2 separate regions of the Mus musculus genome follow, and region 1 is linked to region 2. The links are chromatin contacts, called in public promoter capture Hi-C maps. All regions are on one chromosome and are shown on one strand. Each heading gives the region's core, a stretch centred on a gene start, on an enhancer-like site or on the middle of the called end of the contact. The rest is flanking DNA. Distances are from core to core; before and after follow the strand shown. Region 1 has its middle 18 kb from the start of Tmem45a. Region 2 holds the start of Zbtb11 (zinc finger and BTB domain containing 11).

Region 1 (6,143 bases), core at 81-2,580, 930 kb after region 2:
ATTCTCAAATTCCACCCTGAAAAATTCATAATGTCTTTGTTTTTCCAGCAGAGTAGTATTCCATTGTGCAGATGTACCAAATTTTCTTTATCCATTCTTCAGTTGAGGGACATCTGAGTTGTTTCCAGTTTCTGGATAAGTTTTAAGTTAAATAAAACTACTATGTACATAGTTGAGCAAAGGTCCTTGTGGGATGATAGAGCATCTCTTGGGTCAATTGAGCATGGGTGGTATAGCTAGGCCTTGAGGTAGAACTATTCCTAGTTTTCTAAGAAATTGCCAAATTGATTCCCAAAGTGATTGCACAAGTTTGCACTTCCACCAGCAATGGAGGGGTGTTCCCCTGTTCTACATCCTTGCCAGCATATGCTATCACTTGAATTTTTGATCCTTACCATTCTAATGGGTGTAAGATAGACTCTCAGAATTGTTTTGATTTGCATTTCCCTGATGAGTTGCCATGCCCTCCGGTCAAGTCTGCTTGACAGGCTGAAAAGTCTGTAAGCACTTATGAGGAAAAGAGTTTCATGGAAACTCACCTCCTGGAGCTTTGGCGTTCTCATTTACCCATATACACATACCCTATTCCCGTGTTAGTCTGGTGTATGGAACTACGAGAACTCTTTTAATATTTTATTATAAATGCCTTTTAAGATTAAATTCTGTTATAGTTAAGTCTCCCCAGTGTTCCAAGGTCCCAGAAGCCTACAAGCTTGAAATCCAGCAGGAATGCAGAAAGGAAGTTACCTATTCAGTAACTAATTAAGCATTACAAAAGATGGAGCCAGTAGTTCAGAGCTGGTCGGCAAAATATTTACCAAGGACAGTAGCAAATCTCACTCAAACAAGGGAATACCATAATAGAGCTAGGAAATTCCACTGAGACAGAGATCTTCTCTACAGCTAGGTATAGCAAGCTTCACATTAGAAGCATGTTGGTAAATTCTTCTGTAGACCCAGGAAATATGGGGGTTGGGGTATTGCAGTATTCATGAAAAGGTCTGCTAGTGCAGAACCCCTGGTGGTGGGTTTAACAATAGACGAGTTTACACCTGGCTCCCTTCTTTGCGGCAGCAGCCTGGTCCCCACCTTCTTTTGATGTATACATTCCTTTTGTATTGCGTCACTGTAACTTGGTGGATTGTATTTTGCCTGGTTTCTTGTTATTTCTTCGGTATAAAAAGTTTGATGCTCGACCTGACAAAATACATTCAGATTCTACATAATCTCGCATGTTGGTCTGTCTGTCACTCACCATGCCTTGCCATCTGCCCCAGAGACCCGTTCCATGAAGACAAAGGAACCCAGAGGGTCTGCAGCAATGACTAAAGAATTTCAACATTTCTTTAAGTGCTTCTAGGCTATTGGAGATTCCTTTGTTGAGAATTCTCTGTTTAGCTCTGTGTCCCATTTTTTAATTGGGTTATTTGGTTGTTGGTGCTTACCTTCTTGAGTTCTCTATACATTTTAGATATTAGCCCTCTGTCAGATGTAGGGTTGGTGAAGATTCTTTCCCAATTTGCAGGCTGCCATTTTGTCTTATTGACAGTATCCTTTGCCTTACAGAAGCTTTGCAGTTTTATGAGGTCCCAATTTTCAATTGTAGATCTTAGAGCCTAAGCCATTGGTGTTCTGTTCAAGAATTTGTCTCCTGTACCACTATGTTCACATGTATTTCCTACTTCCTCTTCTATGAGACTTAGTGTATCTGGTTTTATGTTGAGGTCCTTCAACCACTTGGATTTGAGTTTTCTGCAGGGTGATAATATGGATCCATTTTTATTTTTCTACATGTAGACATCCAGTTTGACCAGGACCATTTCCTGAAGATACTTTCTTTTTTTCCACTGTATGGTTTTTGACTCTTTTTTTTTTTTTTTAAGATTTATTTATTTATTATATGTAAGTACACTGTAGCTGTCTTCAGACACTCCAGAAATGCCAGATCTCATTACGGATGGTTGTGAGCCATCATGTGGTTGCTGGGATTTGAACTCAGGACCTTCAGAAGAGCAGTCAGTGCTCTTAACCGCTGAGCCATCTCTCCAGCCCCTCTTTTTTTTTTTTTAAATCAGAAATCAAGTGTCCATAGGTCTGTGAGTTTATTTCTGGGTCTTTGATTCCATTGATCAATATGTCTGTTTCCGTACCAGTACCATGCAGCTTTTATCATTATTGCTTTGTAGTACAACTTGAGGTCAGGGATGGTGATTCTGCCTGAAGTTCTTTTCTGGTTCAGAAATATTTCGACTATCCTGGGTTTTTTTGTTCTTCCATATGAAGTTGAGAATTGCTCTTTCTAGGTCTATAAAAAATTGTGTTGGAAGTTTGGGATTGCATTGAATCTGTAGATTGCTTTTGGTAAGATGGCCATTTTTACTATGTTAATCCTACCTATCCATGAGAATGAGAAATTTTTCCATCTTCTGATATCTTCTTTAATTTCTTTCTACAAGGACTTGAGTTCTTGTCATACAGGTCTTTCACATCCTTGGTTAGAGTTATGCCAAGAAATTTTGTATTATTCATGGTTATTGTAAAGGGTTTTGTTCCCCTAATTTCTTTCTTGGCCAGTTTATCATTTGTATAAAGGAGGACTACTAATTTCTTTGAGTAATTTTTGTATCCAGTCACTTTGCTGAAGCTGTTTTTCAGCTACAGGAGTTCTCTGGTAGAATTTTAGGGGTTGCTTATCATATTATCTGCAAATTGTGACTCTTTGACATCTTTTTCAATTTGTATCCCTTTGATCTTCTTTAGTTGCCTTATTGCTCTGGCTAGAACGTAAAATACTATATTGAATAGATAGGCAGAGAGTGGAAAGCCTTGTCTTGTCCTTGATTTTAGCAGAATTGCTTTAAGTTTCTCTCCATTCATCTTGATGTTGGCTCAGGGCTTGCTGTGAATTGCTTTGATTATGTTCAGGTATGTGCCGTCTATCCCTCATCTCTCTAAGACTTTTAACATAAAGGGGTCTTGAATTTTGTCAATGGTTTTTTTCAGCATCTAATCCTGTGATTATTTTTTCAGTTTGTTTACATGGTGGATTATGTGGATGAATTTTTGTATATTGAACCATCCCTGTGTCTCTGAAATGAAGCCTACCTGATCATGATGTTTTTTTGATGTGTTCCTGGATGTGTTTGGTTTGTGAGTGGTTTATTGAGTATTTTTGCATTAATGTGCATAAGATAAATCAGTCTGAAGTTCTCTTTGTTTGTTAAGTCTTTGTGTGGTTTAGGTTTCAGGCTGACTATGGCCTCATAGAATGAGTTTGTCATTGTTCCCTCTGTTTCTATTTTGTGGAATCGTTTGAGTGGTATTGGTATTAGCTCTTCTTTGAAAGTCTGGTAGAATTCTGCACTTAACCCATCTGGCCCTGAGCTTTTTTTGGTTGGAAGACTTTCAAGGACTGCTTCTATTTCTTTAGGAGTTATAGGGCTTTCTAAGTAGTTTTTCTGATCTTAATTTAACTTTGGAAAGCGGTATCTGATTAAAAATTTTGTAAAGATTCCCAATTGTGTGGAGTACAGATTTCTGAAATAAGATCTAATGATTCTTCGAATTTCTTCAGTGTCTGTTGTTATATCTTCCATTTAGTTTCTGATTTTGTTTATTTGGGTACTTTCTCTCTGCCTTTTGCTTAGTTTGGCTAAGGAATTGTCTATATTGTTGATTTTCCAATGAACCAGATCTTAGTTTTGTTGATTTTTTTTTTGTATTGTTTTATTTGTTTCTAGTTGATTGATTTCAGCCCTGATTTTGATTATTTCCTGCCTCTTCTTCCCATCTTTGGAGTGCTTTCTTCTCCTCCTCTTCCTCCTCCTCCTCCTTCTTCTCCTCCTCCTCCTCCTCCTCCTCGTTCTTCTCCTCCTCCTCCCCCTCCCCCTGCTTCTCCTCCTATTCCTCCCTTCTTTTTATTTGCTTTCAGGAGTACATTAAATTGCTGGTATGAGAACTTTCTGGTTTCTGTATGGAGTTACTTAGTCCTATGAACTTACCTCTTAAGACTGCTTTCATTGTGTTCTATAAATTTGGGTATGTTGTGCCTTTATTTTCATTGAATTCTACAAAGTCTTTAATATCTTTCTTTATTTCTTCCCTGGCCCAGAGATCATTTAGTAGAGTGAGTTGTTCAATTTCCATGAGTTGGTAGGCTTTCCAGTGTTTCTGTTCTTGTTGTAGTCCAGCTTTAATCCACGGAGCTATGATAAGATACAAGACATTGTTTCAGCTTTCTTCTGTCTGTTGAGGCTTGTTTTGTGACCTACTAAATGATCAGTTTTGGAGAAGAGTTCATGAGGTGCTGAAAGGAGGTATATTCTTTTATGTTTGCATAAAATATTCTGTAGACATCTATTGGGTACATTTGATTTATTGTGTTTTTTAGTTTTGTTATCTCTTTGTTTAGTTTTTGTCTGGGTGACCTGTCAATTGGTGACAGTGGGGTATTGAAGTCTCCTACTGTTAATTGTGGGGTTCAATGTGTGATTTAAGTTTTAGCAGTGTTTCTTTTACAAATGTGTGTACCCTTGTGTTTAGGGCATAGATGTTCAGAATTAAGATATCATATTGGTAGTTTTTTTTTCCTTCTGATGAGTTTGAAGTGTTCTTCCTTGTTTCTTTTGATTAATTTTGGTTGAAAGTCTATTTTACTAGATATTAGAATGGCTACTTGAGCTTGTTTTTGGGTCCTTTTGCTTGGAAATCTTTTTTGATTCTCTCTTCCACCTCATATATTCTGTTAGTGATGCTTGCATGGTTTACTTCCAAGCTTCTGTTTAACTAGGTTTTTGTACAACGTAGGGACCTTTGCTTAACAACCAAGAAAATCCCACAAACAAACCCATAAGCCAATCTGATCTAGGCAATCTCCCAACTGAGACTTTCTCATATAACTCTGGGCTGTGGCAAGTTGACTGCTGAGGCTAACTAGAAGAACAAGTGTTTCAACCTCTGAGATATATCTCTAATTTACTATTGTGTGTTGAGTACTATCTGCAGTAATAATCACTATAAAGTAGATAATTCACTCTAATAATAAAAATAACAAGTGGTTACAAAACAGACCTTTGTTACTTATTAGGGAGTGAAAGGATACCTATGCTATTGTGTTTACTATTATCTTAGTGTGAGTCTAAAGGAAAAGAAAATAGATAAGCAGAATGAGACTATTAATAAGTATTAGTATGTTAGGTACCAAGTAGCCAGGAGAAACAAGACAAGCTGGTCTGGAAATAATCAAGGCAAAGGGGAAAATGGGTAGATATGTGGAAGTTTTGGTGAGTAGTGGACTAAAATGGAGAGGTAAGGATATATAGCCTGATATCATAAACCAGACCAGTCTCTGGGTTTTGAGAGCTGTAACAGTAAAAAGAATGAATATGGGGGAAAGAAAAGAAAGGAAGAAAAAGTAAAAAGAAAAAGGAGAGGCAGGGATACAATGGCCTGAACTATATAGACAAAAAATATCTGTGGGCAGCAGGGTTGAGAGCTGGGAGTACATAGAAGATAATGGATTTCTGACAGATAATAGCAGTAGGCAAGTAGGAGAGCTTGGTGGGAATATAAGAAATGAGATTAAGGGCCTGAGTATTGATTTCCATTCCTTGGCTGATCTGCCACTTTGCCCCTTGGTCCTGGTCTGGACCATATTTCATGTTGGTTTTAAATAATCAGTTTTTCTCATACGATGGCCACTCCCAACCCCCATCATGTAAAGGCTTTTAAAAATTGTTTTTCTAAGTATATAGAGGACTGAAGCAAATTCCAAGCATCTGTTTGCTGCATTTTTGCAGGGTTAGGGACTACTGGTGGCTGGGCTGTGCCCAAAGCACTGTTCAGAGTTTGTGTTTAGTTTCTACAACTTCACCTCTTCTGAGTGAACACTGATGATGGATTGGGTAACACTGGCTGGCACTCCCCTCTACCAAATCCTTACCAGTGCCTATCTTGTCAACTTCCTAGTAGGAATCTTTTAGCCCAATTTGCAGCTTGCAATCACAGCAGCAAGTCCACTGCTATAGTAGAGAAAGTTCATGTGTTCCATGGTAGAAATAGTCCCATGGGAATTCCCATGATTCTGGGACTGGAGTTATAGAAAATATTCCTCTTTCTTTTAACTACCAAACTGTAATCATCTA
Region 2 (6,439 bases), core at 353-2,852:
CAGCCATATAACATTTTGAGTTTTCTTTCAAGTGGGATTGAGTATTCTAGGGTCTGCTCGTAAACTGGAGACCTCAGAAGTGCATGGTCATCTTGGCTGTATGATGAAATCAGGTTAAGAGCACCACTGACTGCTCTAACAGAAGTCCTTAGTTCCAAATTCCCAGCAACCACATGGTGGCTCACAACCATCTGTTTTGGGAGCCCTCTTCTGGTGTCTGAAGACCGTGACCATGCACTCACATGTAGAAAATAAAATATTAAAAGTATCTGAGGTATGAGGGTATGACTAGCCTAGTAACAAGATCTTTTTCCCAAACAACCATTAGCTTGTGTAAAAAAATTAGTACATGGAATGTAGGCCTTTGCAAGGACACAAGTTTAAAGTTTAGCTTTTCTTAGGAAAGTCTGATTAAAGGGAAAAAAAAAAACCAAAAGACCAGTAACAGTTCCTGGGTTTTCTCTCTCTCTCTTTTTTTTTTTTTTGTTTGTTTGGGTTTTTCGAGACAGGGTTTCTCCGTATATTAGAGCTCACTGTCCTGGAACTCACTTTGTAGACCAGGCTGGCTCGGGACTCAGAAATCCACCTGCCTCTGCCTCCCAGTGCGCCACCACGCCTGGCTGTAACAGTTCCTGTTACCTGCAAATGCTTAGATGGATCTTAATTGTATTGGCAACATTCTTTTTATGTGTATTCTCAAGATTTGATTCAAATATCCCGTTAGCGGTTTTTTTTTTTAAAGTACAAAGGTCATGAAGCCACACCCTGTACAAACCTGTATCTGAATCTCTTGGGAGAAAGATGCTCTCCATTTTTACCCTTCATTTCCTTCATAGACGATGGAAACACTCTAACCACTGTCTGGTTTCTTGAGCCCACTGCCACCTGCTTGCTCCTTACCTGTGGTACCACAAACGTTTAAAAGCGTCATAGATAATGTGTGTGTCTTCTAGGCAGAAATAAAGAAAAATAGCTTCTTTAACTAAAGTCATTGGGTTGGGAAGCCTGGAACCTTCTAGCTTCAAGGAATAAGCACAAAGCGTCCGGGCATTACAAGGAAACGGGATTGAGAGTTACTTCTGCATGTTATTTAATCATCTAAGCAATCTGGACCTGCATAGTCGTCACCATGGTGATGTTTCTAGAAAATTACTTAGGTAGTTTGGAGAAAATTCGTAACACTGAAGCACTTAATGCTCGGTAATACTGCGACAGTATTTGGCCCAGAGGCTCAGACAGTGGCAATCAATTGCTACAGTTTCAAACTCGGCGGTATCTGGTATATCTAGTCTCAGAGTATACAGAACAACTGACTCAGTTACCGTTTACGGGGAGGGTCTCAGGGAAACAAACAGCGAACCGCTCAAACACGTGGCTTTACAGAGAGCGTGGGAAAGGAAAGGGAGGGCGGTGGGGGAGGGCCCTGCCAAGACTTAAGATGTCTGCTGAGGACCCCCGTATCTGCCCGAGAGAGCGCGTTCCCTCTTCCAACATGTCCTCCGCAGTGTTGACGTCACACCGCCGGCTCCCTGGGAGCGCAGAGCCGTAGCGCGCTCCAATCGGGGTGGCGGCCCCGCCCCGCTCCCGCGCGTCACTTCCGGTGGTGCAGCAGCCATTTTGTCAGTCGCCAGCGGATCCCGCGCGCTGCCGAAGTGCAGTTCCCCCTGGTTACCAGGTGGTCGGTTCTTCCCCTCCGCGCTGCCGGCGGGCGGGCAGGCGGGCGCCCTCGGAGAGAGAGAGCGCCCACCACAGGCGTCGCCTTCGCTCCTCCCCGGGTCGCCGCGGCCCCTCTCCCGAGCCGCGGCGCTGTCTGCCTCTCCTTACCACTGACAGGCGCCCCCGAGGGCGCTGCCGGCGGCTATGTCAAGCGAGGAGAGCTACCGGGCCATCCTGCGCTACCTGACGAACGAACGCGAGCCCTATGCGCCGGGCACCGAGGGCAATGTCAAGCGGAAGATCCGCAAGGCCGCCGCCTGCTACGTCGTGCGCGGCGGGACCCTCTACTACCAGCGGCGGCAGCGGCACCGCAAGACCTTCGCCGAGCTGGAGGTGGTGTTGCAGCCGGAGCGTCGCCAGGGCCTCATCGAGGCGGCCCATTTGGGCCCCGGGGGCACCCACCACACCCGGCACCAGACCTGGCACGACCTGTCCAAGACCTACTGGTGGCGAGGTGAGTGCGCCGGGCCCCGGGGGCCGAGGGGGGCGGCTCGGCCCGGCCTGCGTGCGCACCCGCGAGCCCTCAAGTCTGGGGACCGGGCCGTATCCTTAGCCCGGAGGCGTGCGTGCGTCCGTTCGGCTGCGCGGCAACCGCGGGACCCAGCCGAGCCAAGCGGAGCAGAGCGGGCTGGGGACGCGAAAGCAGCCGCACTTCCCCTACAGGAAGGAGGCCCGGGAGGCTGGGGGCGGACCCTCGCCCGGGGTGGGGCTTCGGGGGCTTCCCTCGGGGCCGGGCCAGGCGGTGGAGGGCGTGGTGCGGCCTATCTGGGCCCGCCCCCGAGGCCCTTAGGGGATGGTGGGAGACCCAGAGGCAGAGGCAGACCTACCCTCTCCCTCTCCCTTCTGCCGTAGAAAAAGCTGTCCCAAACCCTGGCTGCCGTCTCCCAGTGAGTGCCGCTCGGATTTGGCCATTGGACTAGGTCCAAATGTCTGTTTCTGCAACTGCGACACAGAAACAAGGAATAATGTGGTTATTAGGACTAATGATGGCGCAGTCGCTGTGAGTCCCGGTTTTAGGGCATTAGGCAGCCTTCCAGACTGCCAGATCCTTTTTCTCGGGAGATGGGACAAGACCGACATACCATAAGAGGTTTTATTTTATTAGGAGGAATGATGACACTTGTGTCGTATGTTTTTTCTTGTTTTGAGTGTGGCACTCCTCCCACCTCAGCCTCTCACGTGTTGATATTACAGCCCTGACTCACCAATCACGGTGACAGGGATCCTGTTTCCTAACGCTTTAACGTTCTTTTTACTTTGTGAAAATAGCCTCGGGAACTGTGTTACGCAGTGTGTGTTGAGAAAAGATCAGGCAACAGGTTTATTGACGGATTGTTTCTCGATTTGAGGCAAGATCTCACTAAATTACTCAGGCCGGCCTTGAGTTAAGGATCTGAGTGCCTCACTAGCTGGGATTACAGACCTGTACCATCAAATCATTGATTATTTGGGAGCAGAATATAATGACCCTAGCACTGTTTGATCCCTTGGAGAGTAGATGAGAGCAGAAAAGCTTGACCTTTTTCTTTTTAATTTTTTTAAAAATGTATGTGTGTGAATGTTTTCCCTGGCGGTGTGTGTGCCCGCACCAGCTGCCCACGAAGGTCAGGGAAGGGCATTGGATTCAGAACTGGAGTTAGGTTACAGATGTTTCTGACACCAGGTAGGTGCTCAGAATTGAACGCTGGTCATTTGAAAGAGCAAAAGTACTGTTTACTACTGAGCTGTCAAGCCAGTCCCTCTAATCTTTCTAGTAAGTTTTTAAAATTCTATTTTATGTGCTGTGTGTATGTGTATGTACATGCAGGCTAGGGCTGGCAGCCTTATTTGTTGAGTCATCTCATTTGTTCTAGATGCTAGTTTTTGTTAGGTTTACCAACTTTGTCATCAAGCCTATTTTAGGAACTCTTTGGTAGTCCTTTTGTTCCTTAGAGAAATCTTTAGTGGTTAACAGGTTTATCTTATTCTCATACAGTTTTTCTTTATATTTCAAAATTTGTGTGTATGGGTGTTTTGCTTGTATGTAAATGTGTGCCTGGAGCCTACAGAGGTCAAATGGAATTCCTAGAACTGGAGTTATGAATGGTTGTGAGCTACCATGTGGGTGCGTGGAAACAAAAACCTTGGTCCTCTGAAAGAGCAACAAGTGCTCTAAACTGTAATCCATCTTCCCTGGCAGTTAATATGACCTCCTAACACTTGTTTGATATTTGTAAAGAATGCCTGAATAAGCTGGGTGTGTGGTAGTATATGCTTTTAATCCTAGCGCTTAGGAGGCAGAAGCAGGCAGAGCTCTGAGTTTAAGGCCAGCCTGTTCTACAGAATGTTTCCAGTACAGCCAAAGCTAACCATGTCTCAAAAAAAAACCAAACCAAACCAAATTAAGTGAAATGAAAAAAACCACCACCACCACCAACACCAACAACAACAACAAAAAAAACCCTGAATTAAGCCAGGCCTATACCAGTACTCCAGAGGCAGAGGCCATAGGATCACTGCAAAGTTGAGGCCAGCCTGGTCTCTCCCTCCCCACCTCCCAAATCTGAACTAAATTTCCAAGAAATGTTAACTGTGAGGAATAAAACTAGAATCATGGCTGCATATTGTTCATATTGAGAGGCAGAGGCAACCTGTTCTATCAAGTGAGACCTTTGTCTAAATGTAAAAAACAGAGTATCAGTGTCTCACTTTACTAATTTCATGTTCTGTTTGCCTCTCTGCTGCATGATTCTTTTATTCCCACCTCTGCCCAGGGTAGGAATATGTTAATATAACCTTTCTATGCATGCAGCATAACCATAATTTCCAGTCAGCAGGTGATAATTGGTATATGTCCAATACTCTATAGTGCACTACACAGCTTTGATGTTTGGTAGGTTGGGTGAATTATATATGCATTACATTTAAGGATATTTTCAATTTATGATGGGATCATTGGGATTATAATCCCATCATAATTTGAAGCATTTATATTACTAAGCTTCAAAAGCAAAAGCCCTGACCATGTATAGTGGCTTGTGCCATTCCTTTAATCCTAGCACTTGGGAGACACAGACAGGCTGATCTCTGTGAGTTCCAGGACAGCCAGAGCTACACAATGAGACCCTGTCTTGAAAACATACAAAACTCTGTTCTAGAGCAAGACACTTGACAGGGTGTTTTATTAAACTAGTACTCACTAAGGCATGTTTGACAGAAATGCTTAGAAACAGGTTTTTTTTTGTTGTTGTTGTTGGTTTTTGTTTTGTTTTTATTTGAGACAGTGGTCTTTCTATGTCAGGCTAGACTACAAGTTTTCTAATTGTTTTCAATTTAGGACATATTATGTATAAACATAATGAGATGTCTTGAGGAAACAGCCCTATTATAAAACACAAAGGATCATATATGTTTTATAAAGTGTGTTATGTTTATACACTTAGCTTGAGGTAGTTTTAAACAATAATTTTAGTGCCTGCATAAAACTGTCCCATCACAGAAGTCAGGTGTGCAATTTTGTGACATCATGTTGATACTTTAAAAAGTTTTAGATTTAAAAAAAAATATGAAAGGGGCTGGAGAGATGGCTCAGTGGAAGAGCAGTGACTGGTCTTCCAGAGACCCCGAGTTCAATTCCAAGCAACCACATGGTGGCTCACAACCATCTGCAATGGAATCTGATGCATTCTTTTGGTATGTTCTGAAGATAGCTACAGTGTATTCATATAAATAAAATAAATAAATCTTTAAAAAAAGATTGATGAAAATATTTATTTTAGGTATAAGTGTTTTGCCAGCATGTATATCTTTCTATCACTTGTGTGCTTGGTACTTACGAAGGCCAGAAGAGAACATTGGATCTCTTGAAGCTGAAATTACCTGGAGTTGTGAACCACTTTGTGGGTCCTGGGAATTGAACACTGGACCTCTGGAAGACTGACCCCATCTTCAGATGACACCATCTTCAGTTGACTATTGAATCTTCTCTTCAGAGCCACTTTGTTTTTGTTTTTTTTAATTTATCATTATACATAAGTACACTGTACCTGTCTTCAGACACAACAGAAGAGGGTGTCATACCTCATTACAGGTGGTTGTGAGCCACTATGTGGTTGCTGGGATTTGAACTCAGGACCTTTGGAAGAGCAGTCAGTGCTCTTAACTGCTGAGCCATCTCTCCAGCCCTCATTACATAAAATCTTAACAGTAATTGAAAGAAGATTAAATTCATGGTAAGGGAGAAATCCTGCCATATTTGAGCAGTTTTAAAAGAGAGATCTTGGGTCGAGAGAGAGCCCAGTGATTAAGAGCATTTGTTGCTCTTTTAGAGAACCCAGGTTCAGTTCCTGGCACTGCTCAGTGGTTCACAGCCATGTGTGCCTCCACTTCTAAGGGGTTGGAGTTTTTCCTGATTTATGTGGGCACCAGGCAGACACATGGTGCACATATGCATGAGTGGGCAAAACATTTAAATTTATACATGATAATTCTTAAAAGAAATTATTATCATTATTTTTTTTCTAGGCAGGGTTTCTTAGTGTTGTCCTGGCTGTCCTAGAACTCACTCTGTAAATCAGGCTTCCTCAAACTCAGAAATCCGCCTGCCTCTGCCTCGAGAGTGCTAAAATCAAAACCATCATCTGGTTTAAAAGAAATTTTTATAGAAATCATATGGTTAATTAACAATTGAAAACACTGGGTAGACAAAATTAAGTAGATTTTATCTGATTTTTAAAAATTTGGC

What was found. Promoter capture Hi-C pulls out the DNA fragments that hold promoters and counts their contacts.
Region 1: a contact with region 2 is called in a promoter capture Hi-C map of embryonic stem cells, with 4 times the contacts expected there. The contact joins the enhancer-like site here to the promoter of Zbtb11 in region 2. A contact is called at or near these places in 5 of 39 promoter capture datasets (the 3T3-L1 cell line, cranial neural crest, embryonic stem cells and 1 more), 1 of 484 Hi-C or Micro-C datasets (the N1E-115 cell line) and 1 of 115 datasets of contacts at active chromatin or transcription factors (pro-B cells).

Annotation. Positions count from the first base shown.
Region 1 is chr16:56,901,486-56,907,628 of GRCm38.p6, forward strand. No RefSeq gene overlaps it. Among named protein-coding and RNA genes, the nearest start is that of Tmem45a, 18 kb to the left of the region's middle. Within about 2 kb of position 1,331, at least 5 of the 459 cell types and tissues checked have an H3K27ac peak or open chromatin away from gene starts, as enhancers often do. A contact at or near this core is called in embryonic stem cells, where this site is marked.
Region 2 is chr16:55,972,202-55,978,640 of GRCm38.p6, forward strand. Zbtb11 (zinc finger and BTB domain containing 11) reads left to right here and starts at 1,603. Exons shown (of 11, transcript NM_173026.2): 1 at 1,603-2,170. The coding sequence starts at 1,861. Zbtb11os1 (zinc finger and BTB domain containing 11, opposite strand 1) reads right to left here and starts at 2,416. Exons shown (of 1, transcript NR_027965.1): 1 at 1,067-2,416.